Regions from separate parts of the Mus musculus genome. Here region 2 is linked to region 1. Evidence: chromatin contacts called from public HiChIP or PLAC-seq data. All regions are on one chromosome and are shown on one strand. Each heading gives the region's core, a stretch centred on a gene start, on an enhancer-like site or on the middle of the called end of the contact. The rest is flanking DNA. Distances are from core to core; before and after follow the strand shown.

Evidence for each region. HiChIP or PLAC-seq counts read pairs in DNA pulled down with a chosen protein or histone mark.
Region 2: an H3K4me3 HiChIP or PLAC-seq map of embryonic stem cells shows a contact between it and region 1, with 21 read pairs. The contact joins the promoter of Atp13a3 here to the promoter of Lrrc15 in region 1. A contact is called at or near these places in 1 of 39 promoter capture datasets (embryonic stem cells), 2 of 484 Hi-C or Micro-C datasets (the N1E-115 cell line and embryonic stem cells), 3 of 115 datasets of contacts at active chromatin or transcription factors (embryonic stem cells and pancreatic cancer cells) and 2 of 9 other capture datasets (adipose tissue and pancreatic islet).

Annotation. Positions count from the first base shown.
Region 1 is chr16:30,280,463-30,287,208 of GRCm38.p6, reverse strand. It overlaps Lrrc15 (leucine rich repeat containing 15), which reads left to right and starts at 3,955. Exons shown (of 2, transcript NM_028973.2): 1 at 3,955-4,041.
Region 2 is chr16:30,386,168-30,392,913 of GRCm38.p6, reverse strand. Atp13a3 (ATPase type 13A3) reads left to right here and starts at 4,384. Exons shown (of 34, transcript NM_001128096.1): 1 at 4,384-4,566; 2 at 5,262-5,307.

The sequences.
Region 1 (6,746 bases), core at 2,706-5,205:
GACTGAGGAGGCAGAGGCAGGTGGATCTCTGTGAGTTCAAGGCCAGCCTGGTCAACTTTCAGGACAGCCAGGGAAACACAGGAAAACCCTGTCTCTAAAAATGAACATGAACAAGCTGCATCTATGAAACTCTGTGAGATTCATTGCTTTGGGGCCCAAACGAAACTCCTGAGAATAGCAAGGATCGTGAGAAGAGTTAAGAACCATAAATTTGAAAAAAAAAAAAAGCCATAAATTACCCCTGGGATCAGAGGCCCCATAGCCTTTGCTGCCTCAGAGGTGAAGGGACAGCGGCAGGGAGGGAGATGAAGGGACCCGGAAGGAGAGAGCTGGAGCAGCACTGAAGGCCATTTAAGGAGGAAACTGGGGCTTTTTTCCATCCTCTGGCTTTTGGGGGACCATGACTGACAATCACTAAGATTCTTTCCCGTAGGCTGAAGGGTAGCTGAGGAATAGTGCTGCTGTCTAACACATTGATTACACACAGAGAAGTGACAGCTGCCTTGCAACAATGCTAACGTTTATAGGAAAGCTGAAACAAACGGCAAGAAAAGAAAGATGGCACACAGAGTAAGCTGTGAGAGGGGTTATCACCGTGCTCCCTGGCAGGGGTGCTCCTCTGGCAGTTAGGGCCTCAGATTATTCTTACTCCCAGTGTGGGGTCTCCTGGGAAAATGTCAATTCCTTTGGTCCACACACACACAGGTCCAAGCCCTTCCTTTTCCTGCCCAGGCCTCTGTCCTGGGAAATTCAGACGTGCATTCTGAACACTCTTGAAATGCAGTGTTTGGTACATTCACTGCCATTCTGTAGGAGCGAGACAGCGGAGTTACACACCTTGCCTTTGATAGAACAAGGCCAGTTGTTCTGTTGTCCACAGCCTTGCCACCCTTGGGCGTTCTCCGTCATCTTCACGTTGCCACTGGACTGGGGCATTCATGGGATGATAACACCTCGTGGCATGGCACTGTGAGGAATTTCCTTCATGGAGAAGAAGCTGGATGCCAGAGCCCCAGTTGTCTCTTCCCTTCTTTCCTCTCATTGTTCTCTCTCTCTCTCTCTCTCTCTCTCTCTCTCTCTCTCTCTCTCTCTCTCTCTCTCTTTCTCTCTCTCTCTCTCTCCCCTACCTATCATTTATCTATCTGTCTGCCTCTCTCTCTCTCTCTCTTTGTGCAGGTTGCAGGCCTGCGCAGCTAGCTTTCCTACCCACTGAGCCATCTCACCAGCCCCCCCTGTGACCTTCTTAACCAAAGTAGAACCACATGGGCTGGGGGGAGGGGCCAGACTGCCCTCCAGCTCTTCAGCAAACCTGATCCTTCTGGTTCTCCCTACAGGGTAGATAGAAAGTGGGCCCTGAGGCTACAGCGCCTTAGGGTGGTGACTCAGGCTTTTGCTTTCAGCAGTAATAGGTCTCCCTGTGGGGGCTGACTGGGCATGGTGGTGCATTCTCATCCTTGAAAAAGCGCTAGTGTAATAGGATCTATAGGACACCCAGGGTGGTCCCCGTGCAGGTCCTGGTTACATAGTATCATGAGACCCAGGAACTTGGCCCCCTCTCCCCAGCCCACCACCCTCCAGATAGCTCCGATCGATTGTGCATCTTCTGATGTGTCTGGTGGTCCCCTGCTGCCTGCCAGGTCACAGGCTCTCAGGGAGGCGTCTCAGGCTTCCTCAGCTCCTTTACAATGCTGGGATTCAGACACACATTCAGCCGAGTGCCCTTCCTTGCTCTGCCTTCATGGTTTTCCTGATTCACCATGCCTGCAAATGCTTCTCCCCTTACGCCCAAGGACTGTTGTGTTCTTTATAACACCCCCCAATCTGTTCACAGTCCCCTGTCCCCCAGCACAGCCTGTCAAAATAGAGGAGTTTTTACTCACTGCAATCATGACTGTCTGGGCTCTTAGTCTCAAAGAACCCACAGATTTGGATTCTGGCTCTGCCCCTTTGTGTGTGGCCTTGGGGAATCAGCACTGGCTTGGGCCTTGCATTGGAGATAATTTCTTCATTTGCAGTATGGAGAACTACTGATAGACCAATAGCTCGCTTCCACCCTTCCCAACAGAAGGGGACATTTGGCAATGTCTAGGGATACTTTTGGCTTTCACCGCTTGTGTCTATGATGCCGTCTTATCCTGCAAAACACTGGGAAACTCCACAGAAGGTGTCACCTAGCTCTGACCATCGCTGTGACATGATGGAAAGGTAAGATGTAGAGAAAGCAATACGGAACTGTGGTACAGGTCCTTCAGGACACCCATCTTACAGCTGTGCTCTGTGAATGGCCATCCTTAAATGTTCCCAGTGTTGACTTCCCAGCACAGTAACGACAGCCTAGCGCAGTAACTGTGTGTAGGAAATGAAGGAAGAATACAGGACAAGGGAAATAGTCTTATTTTTGGAGGTCCATGGGTGGGAAGTTGATGGCCCTGGGTTCAAAATGTAGAGGCTGAGAACGAGGGCTTGTCTACCTTTCACCTCTGTACCACAACCTGAGCATGCCTGATTCCTACCTTCCCACGGTCCCTACCCCAGTAGGAAACCAGGAGACCACGCCGCCGGCAGTGGTGGCACACGCCTTTAATCCCAGCACTTGGAAGGCAGAGGTAGGTGGATTTCTGAGTTTGAAGCCAGCCTGGTCAGGACAGCCAGGGCTACACAGAGAAACCCTGTCTCAAAAAAACAAAAACAAAAACAAAAACAAAAAACAAACAAACAAAAGATGCGGAGGCTCCAAAGGTTGACAGCAAGAAGGAAGATGCTCTTCTGTGGAATCGTAGTGGGATAGGATGCTAAGGTGGGGGAGCTGGGACTGGGGTGTGGCGGCAGCGCTCTCCTCGGTTAATAGCCAGAGCACTTTTGTTTCTGGCTGTGATTCATGGTGACACCGGCAAGGCATGATTCAGGCAGCAGGGCTTGACCACGGTAAGCCACCAAGTGACTGTCTCAGTAATAACACTGCACTTTTATGTCTCTCCTTTCATCGCAGATCTCAAAGCGCCCTGCAAACATTAATTAAGGCTCTCGCATTCCAGGAGCTGCCCGGTGGGTGCAGGCATTGTTCTGGCCACTAGGCGGAGAAGGTAAACGGAGCCAAGGCAGCTACAACCTTTAAATGCTTTGTTAAGCAGAGGTCTGACGGCCCCCTCCCCAGCCGTGACTCCTCTACCCTCTTCCTCCGGCTCTCTCTGGGACACTTTGAATAGAACCAGCATGGTCTCCTGGTTTCCTACTGGGGTAGGGACCGTGGGAAGGTAGGGAATCAGGGCATGCTGTGGTACAGAGGTGAAAGGCAGACAAGCCCTCGTTCTCAGTCACCACCTTCACAGCCCAGGAACATATCCTGCACGCACCCAGGAGCAGCAGCATAGGTACAGAAGATAACCTCGGAGGGACATGAAATGCTACTTTTAAAAGAGATATGGTGGAGGGAACTATATTTTTCCTAAGAACTTAAATGCCTTTTCCAAAATATTAGCAGTGGCTGAATTGGATGACACATTCGAGTGTGCCTTATAATGTTCTTGCATATTTTCTCTAAAATTGGAGTTATTTCTATATACAAATTTTAGAATTCGGGGCTGGGGGAGAAAAGGAAGGGGGATGGAGAAGGAAGCAGAGAGTGGACTAAAAGGTCACAGAAAGCCCGACTTCAATCACAACCTGAACTGGTGCCTAAGGCAAGAGCTGGGTCCCAGTTACTCAGTCCTACTGCGGTGGCAGAAAACCCCTTTCCAGTGTCACACTGGACACAGCGAGTCCGAAGGAGATGGGGAAGGAGAGGCAAAGAAGAAACTTATTTTCAAGTGCAGTCGATGAACGCCCCTTCAACTTGAACACAATTCCCTGATGATGCTCCCAGAGGTTGCCCCGCCCCGCAGGCCGACACTGCCCCGTGCGGTGACTCACGAGGGGCTGTTTAAATGACAGGGAGGACCCAGAAGGCCCTCACTCATGCTGCAGTCTTGAGCCGGTCCGGTCCTCCGCCTCCTCTCCTCGCCGCCTCCTTCTTATTGACCCGGCAGCCTCGTGGAGCTGCTGGTAAGTGGGTGCCCGCCCACCCCCCATCCCGGCCGCGCCCCACATCCCGGTTGACGATAGGATCCCGAGACTCTACAAGGAGCAGGGCTGGCGCGTGCCTGGGATGCTCTGAGGACCTGGACTGGTCCAGCCCGCGCAGGAGCTGGGTGAGCCGGTCCTAGTGTCTAGCTGTGAATCTTGATGCCCTGTTTCGCTTTCCTTGACTTTATGGTCTGTGAAGTGAGCCTGGAGTGCAGCGGGGAGAGCTTTTGACCTGCAGGAAATTGGTTGAAAGTTAACTGAAGCACCCGGTTTACCTACTCCGGGAGACCAGATCCACAAGGGCAGGAGTTTCTCTAAGGTTCTGGCTGTTGGAACCTGTATCATTTCCATTGAGCCTACAGAGGTAGCCACTTAAAGGGGACTCTGCATATAGATCTGTCCAGGATGGTGAACTCACAAGGTTTCTGCCTGGGAGAAATCGGCCCTCTACTTGTGGTAGATTTACAGTGTTACATTTATACTGCTGGACTCAGGCGGATATGCAGTCTCTAGTCAGGAGTGCCAATTTGGAACCCAGTTGAAGTTTTAAGTGTCCAGGTTCTAACTCTGTGTGTAGCTTAGATGATCCCATTCTGATCATCTAGATGTGTCACAGGGTCCAGGGCTGATGCCTTTGGGAGGGAGATGCTGGAGGTAGGTTTGTGATAAGAATCAGGTGTCTCGCTGGTCGTGGTGGCGCACGCCTTTAATCCCAGCATTTAGGAGGCAGAGGCAGGCAGATTTCTGAGTTCAAGGCCAGCCTGGTCTACAAAGTGAGTTCCAGGACAGCCAGGGCTATACAGAGAAACCCTGTCTCGAAAAACCAAGAAAAAAAATCAGGTGTCGGTATGTATGTATGTATGTATGTATGTATGTATGTATGTATGTATGTTTATTTGTATGTATTTTGGTGCTGAGGATCAAACTCAGGATCTCAAGCATGCTAAACAAGCAGTCTACTACTTAGCTATAACCACAGCTGACTAGGTGAGTTTGTTTTGTTTGGTTTTAAGACAGGGTCCCACTATGTAGACCAGGCTGGCCCCAAACTCACAGAGATCCTCTTACCCTACTTCCCAAGTGCTAGGATTAAAGGCATATACTACCACGCACAAACTGGGTGGGTTTTAATCTCACCCCTTATCTGTGTCTCTGCCCAAAATGAAGAGGAGTGAGCTGTGGAAAAGGAGAGCCTTCGGGACCCTCCAACCTGAGCGGCTCTACCTTTAGGGCCAAATGCACTACCCTAGGGCAGACCGTGACTGCTGAGATAACACAAGAACTCAAGGTGCTGAGCATTGCCTGCCAGGGATTTCTAGCTGGCACTACCCATTGCAGGCAGCTCTCGGATGTGTGGGTGTCCCTGCTCTGTGACTTGGAAATTCCTTAAGCAGGTCTCTTTTTCTGCATCGCCTGAACATCTGGAGTAGATTCAGGACCAGACAGTTCAATTTGCCTGTGGTCATGAGTCAGCTGCTGGGCTCAGCAACAACTGTGACAGGGAAGGCATGTTGAGAGGGTCGTGGCCAGGAAGAGCTCTGAGAAGACCCCACAGCAAGTATAGGAAGGTTCCTCCCGGGGCTTGGGGACACTACCCAGATTAGCTCTGTCAATGGAGGATGTGAAGCCTGAAGTGGAAGTAGATCCAGATGTGCAGAGATGAGAGAGAGAGATGGGAGACGCACTGCCCAGGGCTTGTCCTGCCAGCGAACACGCCAAGGCTGTGATTACAGATGACAATTTGCCTCCCTGCCTCCAGACTTCAGAAGAACCCCTGAAGCTGCAGGTTCCAGTGCCTGCCTCGGCTGTGGAGCACGGGGCTAAACAGAGACCATACCATTTCCCTCTCAGACCTAAGGTGCTCCACTGAGAAGTGGTCTCTGTAGACTGAGTTTCAAAAGAGACTCTGGCTTCTTATGAAAGTCCCCACTTCAGACACAACTCCTGCTGTTGTGCTGGGCAGTTACAACTCTTATAGCTCTTGGAAGCAAATTACAGCCCTGCTCTGGCCTCTGCAGGAAGCCGGGCTAGGCTTGCCCCAGGCTTGGGAGGGTTCCCACAGAGGGCCTGGGGAGGGGCTGCTCTTTTCTTATTTTAAAAAGCAAAACAAGGATTTTTGAAGGCCCCGGGGAGGATGAGGCTGTGAAGGTCCTGTCCAGGGATTTAAGGGTGCTTTGTGTCTGGAGTAGAGAAGTCCCAAGTCATGGGCTGTGTTTTCCAGGCTCAACCCTCCTGGTGCCCCTCCCCCCACCCCCTCTGAACCTTCTCTCCCTTCTTCCAGCTTACTCCCGTGACGCTAAACAACACACCATCAGGGCAGCCTCAGAGGATAAAGTTGCCTGCAGAATGAGTTGGGGGCCCAACTTGGGTGTAGCTAATAATGCTGGGTAGGTGGAGGGTGATTACATGAGCCAATCAGGCTAGGGGAGGGGCAAGGCTGGCTCCTCCCCCTCCCCCCACCTACTGCCTGAGACATAGCTCTGTAGTAGCGTTATGATGAGGTTCAGAGGTCCACCAGGCCCTTGAGTCTTCAAGTTGCCTGTGTGACCCCTCCTCTCTCAGGACCCATCAATTTCTGATCTACAAAACAGCCAAATGGTCCAGGGAGATGACTTCAAAAGGGTCTTGTACCCGTGGTGTCCTGGACTCCATAAACTGTATCTGGGAGCAGCTTATAGGCTCAA
Region 2 (6,746 bases), core at 3,135-5,634, 110 kb before region 1:
GCCATGCAGGACTCTACAACCAACCAACAACAAAAGAAGAAAATAGCTAGGCAGTGGTGGTGCATGCCTTTAATCCCAGCACTCGGGAGGCAGAGGCAGGTGAATTTCTGAGTTCGAGGTCAGCCTGGTCTACAGAGTAAGTTCCAGGACAGCCAGGGCTATACAGAGAAACCCTGTCTCAAACACAAACAAAAAGCAAAACAAAAACAAAAGGAGACAATAATAGGGCTGGAGAGACAACAGTTGTTGAGAGCACTAGCTGCTCTTCCCAAGGATCCAAGTTCAATTCTCACTATCCATATTGGATGTCTCACAAACAGTTCATCTCAAGGTGGTCTGGTACCTCAGCCTTCTGTGTATGCTCACCTCACTCTCACCATACAATTTAAAAAACAAAATAAACAACAACAACCAAGCTAGGCAGGGAGGTATGTATGGTTCTGTCTTGCAAGAAAGGAATGGGCTATAGGGATGCAGTTGAGAGTTATTAATGTACAAGCAGATGATAGCTACACCCATGGTAGATAAGGTTACCTGGGAAGAATATGTCATTGCATACACTAGAGGTGTTACCTTTCGTTTTTAGGCAGTGTGTGTGTGTGTGTGTGTGTGTGTAAGAGAGAGGACAAAAGAGTAAAAAGGAGTAATAAAGAGGAGGAATTCTAAGACTACGTAATTGAACATAATTGATAGAAAAGGTGTCTCAAAGAGAAAGAAGAGATCATGGGTGAAGTAGAACAAACCTGAAGTCTCAGCACCCACTGGAGGATTGCCACAAATTTTTAAGCTATTCTGGGATATATAGTAGGTTCCAATCAGCAAGGTGACATAGAGGGACAGTGTCTCAAAAATAAATAATGGACTGGAGAGAACCGAGAGTCTTCAGAGGATCCAGGTTCAATTCTCATCACACACATAGCAGCTTACACCTGTCTGTAACTCCAGTACCTGGAGGTGACAACCTCTTCTGGCCCCACAGGATACCAGGCAGTCATGTTGTGCTCAGACATGCATGCAGACAAAACACTCATACATGTGAGTTGCCTTAGTTTGAAAAATTTGGTTGGGCTGGAGAGATGGCTCAGTGGTTAAGAGCACTGGCTGCTCTTCCATAGGTACTGAGTTCAATTCCTGGCGACCACATAGTGGCTCACAACCATCTGTAATGGAATCCGATGCCCTCTTCTGGTGTGTCTAAAGACAGTGACAGTATACTCACACACGTTAAAAAAAATATATATATATATTTTTAAATTTTTTTAAAAGATTTATTTATTTATTATATGTAAGTACACTGTAGCTGTCTTCAGACACTCCAGAAGAGGGAGTCAGATCTCATTGTGGATGGTTGTGAGCCACCATGTAGTTGCTGGGATTTGAACTCCGGACCTTTGGAAGAGCAGTCGGGTGCTCTTACCCACTGAGCCATCTCACCAGCCCCCTAAATTTTTTTTTAAAGAAAACTTTGGTTGAAGTCTGGGCTTTTCAAGTTTGTTTGTCTGTTTGTTGTCTTGACACAGGGTCTCCTATAGTCCAAGTTGTTTGATTTTTGTTGTTGTTGTTGTTTTTGTTTTGTCTTGTTTTTGAGGCAGGGTTTCTCTGTATAGCCCTGGCTGTCCTGGAACTCACTTTGTAGACCAGGCTGGCCTTGAACTCAAAAATCTGCCTGCTTCTGCCTCCCGAGTGCTGGGATTAAAGGTGTGTGCCACCACGCCCGGCTCCTACTGTGTTTTAAAACCCCAGTGCTGGCCTGTGGAATGGCAGGCAGGTACCAAGCCTGACCACCTGAGTTCCATCCTTGGGACCCACAGCATGCAACCAGAGAACCAACTCCATAATAAGATTGCCCTCTGACATCTGCTCTTGTGCCATGATGTGTCCCTCACCCCCACAAATACATGTAATAGCAAACCAAAAAAAAAAAAAAAAAAAAAAAAAAAAAACCTGAGTGCATTGACCTTAGGACTTTAAGTAGTTGTGCATTTTAGACAGGACTTTGGAGGCAGTGTGGAGGATGTGTTCATCCAAAGAAGGCCGTTGGAGGCTGCCAAAGAGGCATAGCTTAGAAAGAATGGGTGCCAGAGGAATGGAGGTAGGAATTTGACGTGAAACAGATAGGGCTTGGTGACTCATCATGGGTGACTCATCTATTCCTAATTTCCTAATTCAAATGGTTATGTGATGGCAGTGCTCATAGTTCTGGGAGGGGCAGTTTTAAAGGCAGAGGGTTTTGGACAACTGTTGGTGTTTCTTGGTGAGCTCTCCATAGAGATGCATGACAAGCCGTTGGATATTTGAGTCTCTGTTTGGTAAAAGGCATCTGGCTGATGTGGGAGTTCAAAGCCAAGGGTGGAGCTGATCCTCCCAGAGTTGAGTGCAGCCGAGTGGGCACAGCTGTGGGGCTTAGGTGCTGCCCTGCATTTCAGGTGCTGCTTCACAACTGGTGCCACGGAGGAAGGCAGAGAGGTCTTAGTTACAGAGACTTGACAACTGGGAGAGCAAAATCCTTTGCAAGCTGAGGCAGTAGAGTAATTTCAGAAGGTGAGAACACCCACAGTGTCAAATGTGGCAGAGAGATGCTGAGAGGTAGTACCGAGGACAGTTCTGCAATGGTGGATGACAAGGTCAAGGGTTACTGTCAGTTGAGCTCTCTCTCTCTCTCTCTCTCTCTCTCTCTCTCTGTGTGTGTGTGTGTGTGTGTGTGGTTAGTTTGCCACGAGTTGAGGAATGAGGAAGTACAGGCAGGCCAGGGGGAGACCCACTGTTTAAGAGGTGTGCATAAGAGGGTCAGAAACACTTGATGGCTAATTGAAGAGGGCACTCTAAGTGGATGGTTGGCTTGACAGTTTTATTTATAGGACCAGGAGAGGCTTGTGCTTGTTAAAATCTGCGAGGTAAATAACCAACTGCTAAGGAAGCTGTCAGGAGTGTGTGCAGGGTTTTTTCAGTTCTACCCAGACTTCCTCAATCCTAGACTACTTACGTACTCCAACACAAGTGAGCTAGGGAACACACGGAGGGCTGAAACCCAATGGGGAGCAGGAGCTGGGAAGCCACAGCTGTGGCTCATCGTCATTTACTGTGATGTCCACATTACCTGGTAAAAAGAATTTCGTGGTTGCCATCCAGCCCTTCACCACTGCGGTTGGAAAGCAGGATCAGCATCCTTACTGTTCCCATTGAAGTGTATTAGGGCCACGTATCTGGGGCACATTACCGACCCAAATGAGGTGCTACTCTCTGCTGCGGACCAAGAGGCAGGATGCTCCATGCCTCTGGTGGACGGTGCCCAAGTATGGGAACAGGAGCTGAACACAGCTGTTCCCTCCTCTAAGACAGTCAAGCAGCTAAAAGTTATGTTTGTAGGAAGGTAGGAGAACAAAGATGGCCAGGCGTCTGGGATGCAGGTGAGGTAGACTCAGAGTGGAAAGATGGCGGAGCTGGAGGCAGCAGGTGGCAGGCTCAGCTTCCCGCGCTCGACAGGGAGCGGAAGGCAGTGAAAACCAAAACCGCGATTTGAACATCCGGGCGAGGCAGTGCCCCAAGATAAATCTCCTGTGGAGGGAAGTATTTAATTTGCTTCCAGCTCTGTCGGAAGAAACTCCTCTCTGAGACCCGGCTGTCTTCCGTATGGAAGCTCTCTTACCTACCTGACTGTTCTCTGTCCCACGCCCGTGGGCTGGGCCAGGAGTTCCATTGGAATTAAAGTGTTCTTTTTGGTATAGGTGGGGATAAAGGAGGGAAAGAATCTGGGTCCAGAGCTAGGACTTTGCTCTCCACCTTGCCAGCACAGGCGTCCTTTATGATTGCCACCCTAGACAAGCCTGCACTTACCACTGGGCCTCAGTGTCTTTGTTTAGAAAATGGGGGTTTGGACTACGATCTCCTCGCATGGGAAGCGACACCTAAGTTGATCGCCTCCCGCAAAATGAGTCCTGAGCAGCATCCCGCTAGCAGTTCTCGCTTAGGCGGGCTGGGGGCCCCGTAGGCGAGGAGGTGGGCGGGACCGGAGGGTCGCCCCGCCCCCTGACGGCCCCTCCGCGCTGGGCGCTGGGATGAGGCAATCACGTGACCTCACATCCGGCGCGGGAGTCCTGAGCTCGCGGGGCGCTCCCCGTGTGCCCGCCGGCCCTCCCCGCAGCGTGACCGGGCGCCGTGGCCGCGGGGAGGGGGTCCGCTTCGTCGCCGACGGCGGGAGACCGCTTCGCAGCACAGACCGTCCTCCTCCCCTGCCGGTCTTCCGCGCCGCGCTCCCTTGTTCTCGCCCTGCCCGGCTGCACGCCGCCGCCGCCGCCGCCCCGGGCGCCGACAGCGGAGCGCGGACGCCCCTGAGCCCGGTGCGGCCCGGGCCCCGCCGCGGCGCCTCTGTTCCCACAGCCGGAGCCGCGACGCGTGGCGGCGGACCCTCGAGCCCGAGCGACCCGCGGCCGCCGGCGCCGGCCGTGGGTGATGGGGCTGGGCTGAGGAGAGGCGGCGGCGGTGGCGAAAGCGGCCCCCCGGCCCCCTGCGGCCTTTTGGCTGCCCGGGCCGGGAGGCCGCGGAGAAGGCGGCACGGCGGCGCGGCTGGTGAGTGACTGGGCGAGCGGGGTGTGGGGCGGGAGGCGAAGGTGATGGGGAGGTTGGAGGAGGCGAACGGCGTCGCCCGGGTGGCGGGTACCAGGTGGGTCTGTGGCTGCTTCCTCGACTCGAATCGGACATCACCTCTCTGGGAAGGGGTATGTGTGTGACAGGGAGAGGGGTGCGGAGACCCGGCACTGTCTGGGAGCACGTGTACGTGTGGAGGTCTGGAGTGCACCCTCTGCGTGCCGGCCGGCCCCGCTAGGCCAGCCGCTCTAGAAAGTCCAGAAGGTGATGTGCCCGGAGCAAGAATGTGGGAAGGGCCCCAGATGGGTCCGTGCCGGTGCTGACTGTCCGAAGCCTAGTTCGGCCCCAGCCACCGACGAGTAAATCACCCTACTATCAGCACACTCTACACCGATAACCGAAGTCCAGAAAGGAAAGCGGACTTGAGGTGTCAACACTCCAGATTAAAGGGAGAGACGCAGGGCCGTGAGGACTAGAAAAGCCCAGACCCTTTTTTCGCTACGTACTCTCTGGCCTCGCCTTCACACAGACTGTGGGCCTGATTGATCGCTTTTCTGGTGGGGTGTGGAGTTGGGAGTGGAGGAAGGAGTAGCATTTGTCGACTGACAGTAACTGTTTGGGGCTTCCCAGTTTGGAAGGCTTTTGTGACAGGTGTTCATTGTTTATTTCCCCCTTAGGTCTGACAGAAGCACCCTAGGATCTTGGTGTCTGGATACATAAGAGGTATGAATCACTTACATAATTAGCTCCCAGTCATTAATGTTTTAGAGCTATATTTAGTGGCTTGTATTAGTGCAAAATGAATGGTTCTGGAGTCATAAACCCAGAAATTTATGTGATTCTGAACTGAATGGAACACGTTTGAGTATGTTAATGGTGATTTTTTTTTTTTTTGATCTGTGAAGCAGGACTGCAGGATTGTTTAAATCCAAGACATGTGGGGCCTTTTCGTGACGAATACAATTATAGAGGGTTTGAGGCTAATGTGAAAGTTTATTTGTTTTTACTTACATGTGTGCTTGAGTATGTATGTGAAAGGCGTGGATGCCCTCGGAGGCCAGGCCCTTTGAAACAGGTGGTTGTGAGCTGACTGCAGTGGTTAGGTCCTAAGAGCAGCACGCACTTTTTACTGCTGAGCCATCTTTCTAGCTCCAGTGCGATTTTATTCTGGAAGGGCCAGCACGTCATTAAACGGGCTCCACCTTTGATTAGAACCAAACCTTTTTTGCTAAAACTGGCATCAGTTTTGTTTTCCTGGAATATATGTGTAGCATTCTTTTTGAGGACTGTTGCTTTGCTGAATAGGCTGTAGTTGCTAAGATAGATTGTGTGGACATCCCATCAGGGTTTGTCCAACAACTTCAAAAGTACATCAGTTTCTGGAAGTTCTTTTTGAGATGGTAAACCCATTAATGACAGTTGTAGAAGAGGAAAAAAGATGATACTGCCTCAGCCTTCTGAGTAGTTGTGTTACAGGCAGCAGCACTAAGTTTAGCAGGGAGGATACTGTTTACTCCGTTTCCTGGTGTTTCCTGGTGTCTGCTCTCCCCACTCCCCAGTCGTTTGTCACTAGTTTAGGTAGAGGATGGAGTAGTTGAGATTTTTAAACGTTGTTAGAACAGCAGTGCTTGTTTTGGTTATGGGATTAGGCAGGAAAAGTGATAATTTATATGTTTCATTTAAGTACGGTTGTAATCAGATGAAAATATTACGTGGCAGTGTAGTTTTGAAAACAAAGTTGATAAGCTTCAAGCTGATGGAGCGCTATGATTGATTTCTTAGCCCAGGCCAACCAGTAACAGAAATTGAAATTTTAATTTAGAATTAGTTTGAGAATTTAATTTAGAATTAGAATTAGTTATATAAATTCCTATATTGGCATTAAAGTAGTTTCATAGATAGTAGAAAGAAAATCTCATGTCCTATGAAGTGCTTGGTTCTGTTATCAGATATTAGCACTAACATAGTTCAACATGTTTAGTTTGCCCCTAATAACCATGTAATACCAGTTTCCCAAATGATTCTTTCTTTTTTTAAAAAAAATAATTTATTTTTATGTTATGCATTAGTGTTTTGCCTGAATGTCTGTCTGTGTGAGGGATCAGATCCCCTGGAACTGTAGTTGTGAGCTGCCACGTGGGTGCTGGGAATTCGACCCAGGT